Linked DNA regions of Sus scrofa: region 2 is linked to region 1. Evidence: chromatin contacts called from public HiChIP or PLAC-seq data. All regions are on one chromosome and are shown on one strand. The core of a region is the stretch at or near the end of the contact, and the rest is flanking DNA. Distances in the headings are between cores, read along the strand shown.

Region 1 (3,725 bases), core at 922-3,421:
GAACTTGTGGCAACACTGGATCCTTAACCCACTGAGTGAGACCAGAGATCGAACCCACATCCTCATGGATACTAGTCAGGTTCATAACCCGCTGAGCCACAATGGGAACTCCTATGCCGGATTCTTAACCCACTAAGACACAACGAGAACTCCAGAAGCAGGTCTGTCTTTCTCTTTCTTTAGGGCCTCACCCAGGGCATACGAAGTTCCCAGGCTATGGGTCGAATCAGAGCTGTAGCTGCCAGCCTATACCACAGCCACAGCAACGCCAGATCCAAGCCACATCTGCAACCTACCCCACAGCTCACTGCAACGCCGGATCTTTAACTCACTGAGCAGGGCAAGGGATCGAACCTACAACCTCATGGACACTAGTCGGGTACACTACTGCTGAGCCACAACGGGGACTCCTCACAAGCAGGCCTTTCTAAGGACAGCAGCCTCAGGCCTGTCGCATTAACTCTTTCTGCACAGGAGCCTGAGATGGAAAGTGTGGGGAAGGTGAGTTTGGATTATGTTTAAAAATCACCACGCAGGATAAACAGAAAATAAAGCACTTTGAGCTCTGAGCACTTACGAGGTGCCACATACTATTTAGAGCTTTACATCCCTTGTTTTATGCAATCCCTGCAAAGACCTGAGACAGACAGCAGAGTACCCATAGGAAACTGAATCCTGGTGGTTTCAGCTACTCAAGGTCACACAGTGTGAGAAGCAAAGCCAGGGACACGACTTTGGGGAAACTGGTATCATGATTAAGAGCACACATTACAGAGCTGGGGGTACTGGGTTTGACTCCACCACTCTCTGGCTATTACATAATCTCTCTGGGCCTGAGTTTCCTCATCTGATGGAGGGATAACTTGTTCACCTGCAAGGACTTCGTGAATATGGCACTTAGAGCAGTACCTGGCAAACACAAGTATTTACCAGAAAGTTATGGGAATAGATGGCCTCCCAGCTAGATCCTCAGGATGGAAGAACTTTCACCCATATGAAGTCCTGGAATGTGAGGTGACTGGGGCTGGATTTTTCTTTTTCTTTCTTTCTTTTTTTTTTTAGTGCCAAACCTGTAGCATATGGGGGTTCCTGCGCTAAGGGTCAAATCCTAGCTGCAGCTGCCAAATCAGAGCTGTATCTGCGATCTGTGCCGCATCCTTCATCTACGCCGCAGCTTGCAGCAATGCCGGATCCTTAACCCACTGAGTGAAGCCAGGGATCAAACCCGCATCCTCATGCACACTAGCTGGGTTCTTAAGCCGCTGAGCTGCAACAGAAACTCCAGTGGCTGGATTCTTACCACAGGTGTTTAAAAGATTAGAGCACCGAGTTAGGGAAAGAGACATCAAACTGACCTTGGAAACCTGGGCTCGGAGCCATCAGTCTGGAGGTCTCTTCTCTACTCCTTCCTGACATCCTGGGTTTACACACTCCCAGGCCGGTGAGCTCACTCCTTACCTGGGAGCACACACCCTCTTAGACGGTGGGGGACAGGGACTCAGAATTCCGGAGTTTTCTTCTCTAGAAGCTGAATGCTGCTTTCCAGACCCCGCCCCCCTCAACACACACACCAGTTCTGTTAGGGAATGATTTTTTTTTTCCCCAAAAGAGCTGGCAGACTTAAGGCAACTGGAAAGGTCTCCAGCCGCACGCTGAATTTAGATAAGCCTAACCCTTCCCAAAGATCAGAACTGGCTAAAATAGACCCCCTGCCGGCGGTGCTTAGAGCTGAAATACCACGATTTTAAAATAGCTCCGCCCCAAGGAAAGTGATTGGATAATTCCCTTCAGAAGATCCAATCAGGAGAAGAGATCTGGTAAATACGCCCAAGCTCCGCCCCCAAAGGTGATGGGGTACACTCCAGGCTCCAGGATGAGGTTTAGCTGAAGGCCCACCCTCCGCGGAAGGTGATTGGGAGGAGTGTGCAGACCGTTGGGAAGAAGGCAAAGGTCCCACTAGAAGAGTATAATTAGCCCACTTCCGTTGGCTACGAGAGGTCCCACCACTGGTGGAAAGCCTTAGTCGCCCAACACTTACGTTTAAAACTTTTCGCTCCGACATCTTTGCCTCCTAGTCTTCTCACAAGCACGAGAGTACTGGTTAGGCTCGGTGCTTATCGAACTTTCCCGACCGTCTGTCCTTTGTATTTCCGCTTACGCCACTCCTTCAGCCGCTGTTATTGGCTGCAGCATATACAGCTTGCCTTTATCATTGGCTCCAGCTTCCGCCTGTCAACATCCGAGTCCCTCGGTCTTCCCTCCCTGGTTGCAACCCTGGGGGCGCTCATCAGAGGTTCCGGCGTTGGTCAGGATTTGAAATTTCAAGGAGGCGTTGCGCCCCCTAGAGGCGATGGGGCTGCCGGTCACGGCATTCCCTGTTTTCGTTTTTGTTTTTTTGGTTTTCTTCCTAGCGCCGCACCCGCGGCATATAGTTCACAGGCTAGGGGTCAGGTCGGAGCTACAGCTGCTGGCCTACACCACAGCCACAGCAACGCAGGATCCAAGCCGCGTCTGCGACCTACACCACAGCTCACAGCCATGCCAGATCCTTAACCCACTGAGGGAGGCCAGGGATGGAACCTGAAACCTCAAGGCTATTAGTCAGATTCGTTTCTGCTGCGTCACAACAGGAACTCCTCTTTTTGGTTTTTTAAGGGCCGCACCTGAGGCATATGGACTTCCCAGGCCTGGGGTCCAATCCGAGCTGCAACAGCCGGCCTTCACCACAGCAACGCCAGATCCCAGCATTGTCTGCGACCTACACCTCAACTCATGGCAATGCTGGATCCTTAACCCACTGAGTGGGGCCAGGGATCGAACCCACATCCTTATGGATACTGGTCGGATTCGTTACCACTGAGCCACAACAGGAACTCCTATTTGTTATTTCCCATGCCACACCAGCAGCATGTGGAAGTTCCTGGGCTAGGGATTGAATGGGAGCCACAGCTGCGATCTGTTCCTCAGCTGTGGCGATGAAGGATCCTTAACCCACTGTGGAGGCCCAAGGGTTGAACCTGCATCCTGGTGCTTCAGAGATGCCACTGATCCCATTGTACTACAGCCAGTCTTCCCTCCTACACACATATTTACTCCCTTATGTCTCCCTATTGCTTGCCTCTGTGTTCATCTTTCTTTTTTTTTTTTTTTTTTTGTCTTTTTGTCTTTTGTTGTTGTTGTTGCTATTTTTTGGGCCGCTCCCGCAGCATATGGAGGTTCCCAGGCTAGGGGTCGAATCAGAGCTGTAGCCACCGGCCTACGCCACAGCAACGCGAGATCCAAGCCGCGTCTGCGACCTACACCACAGCTCACGGCAACGCCGGATCGTTAACCCACTGAGCAAGGGCAGGGACCGAACCCGCAACTTCATGGTTCCTAGTCGGATTCGTTAACCACTGCGCCACGACGGGAACTCCTGTGTTCATCTTTCTAAAGAGGCCATCCCTTCCCTAGCCTCCCCCTTCCTTTTACAAATGTTTGCTCTGTATCAGAGATGTGCTTGGTCACTGGGGACACATCAGAGAACAAGACATAAGATTTCTGCCCCCCTGGAGATCACTGCCTGTGTAGTGGGACTGATGGACAATAAACACAGTCACACAAAAACTCAGGTCCTGGTAAGTGATTTGAAGACAAAACAACAGGGTAACAAAGTGATGAGAAGGGGCTACTTGAGAAAGTTGAGTGTCCTATGGCTGCTGTAACAAACTGCCACAAGCTCAATG
Region 2 (3,901 bases), core at 120-2,619, 400 kb after region 1:
TTTAATTCTCATGATTAGGAGGTAGGTATGTATTTTATCATCCTCAGTTTACAATTAAGGAAGCCAGAAGCTCAGGGAGGTAACGTTAAGACAGGTGAGCCATTCTGCTAACCCTAACCCTCCCTACTGTGAGCTAAAGTCCGTCCACAGTATGGTCCCTGCCCTGCTTCCAGTGTCCCTGGAATTGAGAGAATCTCTTAACGCTAGTTTAGGATTTTCCAGTCTCATTTCTTTCTTTCTTCATTTTTTCCCCTGTCTTTTTAGGGGCCCCACCCATGGCACATGGACATTTCGAGGCTAGGAGTCAAATCGAGTGGTAGCTGCCAGTCTACACCACAGCAATACAGGATCTGAGCCACACCTGTGGCCTACACCACAGTTTAAAGCAACGCTGGATCCTTAACCCACTGAGTGAGGCCCAGAATGCCAGTCGGTCTGATTCGTTACCACTGAGCCACAATGGCAACTCCCAGTCTCATTTCTTCATCTTTTTCTTTCTTTTTTAGTGTCGGTGGCATGTGGAAGTTCCTGGGTCAGGGATCAAACCCGCACCACAGTGGTAACCAGAGCCACGAGCCACATCAGTGACAACTGCCAGATCTAGCTGAGCCACACTTTTGATTTTTGGCTCCAGCATGCGGAATCTCAGTTCTCAGACTATGGATTTGAACTTTGGCTGCAGCAGCGACAACGCTGAGTCCTAACCACTAGACCACTAGGGAACTCCCAAGCAGTGCTTTTTTTCTTTTCTTCTTCTTCTTTTTTTTTTTTTTTTTTTGTTTTCCTTTTTGCCATTTCTTGGGCCGCTCCCATGGCACATGGAGGTTCCCAGGCTAGGGGTCGAATCAGAGCTGCAGCCGCCGGCCTACGCTAGAGCCACAGCAACGTGGGATCCGAGCCACTTCTGTAACCTACACCACAGCTCACAGCAACGCCGGATCCTTAACCCACTGAGCAAGGCCAGGGATCGAACCCACAACCTCATGGTTCCTAGTCGGATTCGTTAACCACTGAGCCACGACGGGAACTCCATCTTTTCTTTTTTCTTTTTAGGGCACAAGCGGAATATGGAGGTTCCCATGCTAGGGGTCAAATCCGAGCTGTAGCGGCGGACCCTTAACCCTGCGATGGAACCCGCGTCCCCAATGTATGCTAGTCAGATTCGTTTCCGCTGAGCCAGGATGGGGACTCCACAATCAGCGTTCTTTTTAACCCCATATTGCAGTTGAGGAAAAAAGCCTCAGAGGCCAGCTCTTGGGTTTCACTCTGGGTAAATGGAAGTCTGGGATTCAAACTAGCGGCCCCAACATCTAGCGCCCCCTCGCGGAGGGTCAGAACTACATTTCCCAGCAAGCCCCGGGGACGTGCGCATGCCCAGTGATCCAGGAGGACTGCGCGGACAGATCTGCCGGCGCCCTGTCTGGGAATTGGCAAGCGGCGGCGCCTGGCAGGACTGGACCAACTCTGGCGCAGGGTCCTGGGGGCCTCGTGGGTTGAGACCACCTCGGTTTGGGACGTGAGTATCCTGGAGGGGCAGAGCGAGGTCTGGGGACAGCGCCTGAGGTCACAGGTCTGAAGTCTTGAGTCTGGGGTCTGAGCGAGAACAGGTACTTAGTTCTCCGCTTTAGAGTCAAGTTATGTCTTCAGGCTGGGTCTGAGGTCGAGGTCCGAGCCTGGGGTCAATCTTGAGCATGGCATTGGAGGTCTTGAGATGAAAGTCTGCTTTTTGGCGTATTGGAGCTCTAGTATTAAGTTTGAAGTTTGGGGTCTTGAATCCCGGGTCTCAGAGACCTCTACCTGTCTAGTCTGTATGGTAAGGGTGTGTCTCCAGTCTGGGGAGGAAGACTTGGAAGAACCAGGGCTGGGATGAACATCGTCCGTGGAAGGGGTGAGGTCTGGGGTAACAGGTACCTAAGAATCCCCTGGGGTTTGTAGTGAGAGGGATGGGGAACCTCTGCCTTAAAACTGCTCCTTCTGCCCTCAGTTTCCTTATCTGTAAAATGGGGATCATAGCAAAGCCTTCATTGGAGGGTATGGCGGGGATTACATTGTGTGTCCTGTATGAACAGCACCCAGCTAGCACCTAGTAACAGGTTGGTACCCAGGAAATCTCATCTTTGATTCTATTTTTCAGATGCTGGCTTGAGCCTGGGGTCCTGGCATGGAATTCCTAACAGCCTCCCAACCTCCTCCAGGATCTCCAGCCTCCCAACCTCCTCCAGGATCTCCAGCCATGGAGTTGGAGGAACCCAAGGATACACTTTTGCCCTCTCAGGATCTCTCCTCTGATTGCCAGTGGGACCCAGCGCCAGGAGGCCATAGCAGCCTGAGTCAAATGGAACTTGATGGGCTAAATATTCAGGACCTGGTACAACAGTTTGAAGCTCTGCCAGGTGATCTGGTGGGCCTGTCCCCAGATGGAGCCCCATGTCCCCTGCACATTGCCACTGGCCATGGTCTGGCCTCACAGGACATCACCGATGCCCATGGGCTCTTGTCTGCTGAGGCTGGCCGCGATGACTTGCTGAGCCTTTTGCAGCAAGATGAGTGCCCTCCTTCCCAGTTGTGTCCCCAGGAACCTCTGGACCCTGCTCCTCGCCTGTTGCAGCCCCCTGAGGACCCAGAGGAAGATGCTGGCCCTCAGGAGTGGGCTGAGGGAGCCTCTGCTGAGCGGGGTGGCAGTGGGAGTTCAAGCAGCTCCCCGGAACCCTGGCTGGAGACAGTACCTCTGGTTGCTCCTGAAGAGCCACCTGCCAATGTCAAGGTAGAGCCTGCCCTGCCCCTGAGGCCACCTCCACTGCTGGAAGCCAAGAAGGAGGACTCAGGCCTGTCCCTCTTCTATCTTCTTCCAGAGTCCCGAGACCCTGGCTTCATACCCTGCCCTCCAGGAGGGTGAGTGTCCCACCCACCCTGGCCCCAGGGACTTAGGGACTTCAGATTGGCCCAACTCAAGTTCCCAAAATCTGGCAAAAAGTTTGCCAGAAAGAAGTTGTTTCTATAGAGGCTCTGAGGTTGGCTTTGAGGAGATTCCAGATACTGGGGGAAGGGAGACATTCATGAGAATTCTCTGCAAGGAGTAGGGGGTGGTAGGGCATGCTTGGCAAATTGTAGCCCTAGATTCTAGAGCAAGGGTTGGCAAATAACTGTCTGTGGATCAAATCCAGCCTGCCACTTATTGTGGTATGTCTTGTGAGCTAAGATGACCTTTGCATTTTTATTTTATTTATTTATAAATTTTTTATTTATTTTTGCTTTTTAGGGCCACACCAGCGGCTAGGGGGTCGAATCAAAGCTAAAAAGCAAAAACATAAAAATGAAAACGAGGAGTTACCATTGTGGCTCAGTGGTTAACAGATCCGACTAGGAACCATGAAGTTGCAGGTTTGATCCCTGGCCTCGCTCAGTGGGTTAAGGATCCGGCATCGTTGCCGTGAGCTATGGTGTAAGTCGCAAATGCGGCTTGGATCTGACATTGCTGTGCCTGTGGCAAAGGCCGGCAGCTATAGCTCCAATTAGACCCCTAGCCTGGGAACCTCCATATGCCGCAGGTGTGGCCCTAGAAAATACAAAAAGACAAGAAAAAAGAAAATGATAGGTAGTTTAAGTATTCACAAATAAAGTTTTACTGGGATAAACTCATGCCCTTGCATTCATGTGTTGTCTGTGGCAGCTTTTTGTTACAACAGCCAGGCTGAGTAGTTGCAAAATAGACTTATCTGGCCTACAAAATAAAAAATACTTACTGTTCAGCCCTTTGCAGAAGATTTTGCCAGTTTCCCCTCACAGCATGAGAAGATCTGTTCTAGAATATTCCCCCCAATGGAGTTCCCATCGTGGCGCAGTGGAAACGAATCCTACTGGGAACCATGAGGTTGCAGGTTCGATCCCTGCTCTCGCTCAA

The links. HiChIP or PLAC-seq counts read pairs in DNA pulled down with a chosen protein or histone mark.
Region 2: an H3K27ac HiChIP or PLAC-seq map of alveolar macrophages shows a contact between it and region 1. The contact joins the promoter of APBA3 here to the promoter of CCDC94 in region 1. A contact is called at or near these places in 1 of 47 Hi-C or Micro-C datasets (liver) and 1 of 2 datasets of contacts at active chromatin or transcription factors (alveolar macrophages).

Annotation. Positions count from the first base shown.
Region 1 is chr2:74,526,162-74,529,886 of Sscrofa11.1, forward strand. It overlaps CCDC94 (coiled-coil domain-containing protein 94), which reads right to left and starts at 2,172. Exons shown (of 8, transcript XM_013994769.2): 1 at 2,039-2,172. The coding sequence starts at 2,062.
Region 2 is chr2:74,928,708-74,932,608 of Sscrofa11.1, forward strand. It overlaps APBA3 (amyloid beta A4 precursor protein-binding family A member 3), which reads left to right and starts at 1,370. Exons shown (of 14, transcript XR_002341692.1): 1 at 1,370-1,516; 2 at 2,135-2,764; 3 at 2,853-2,892.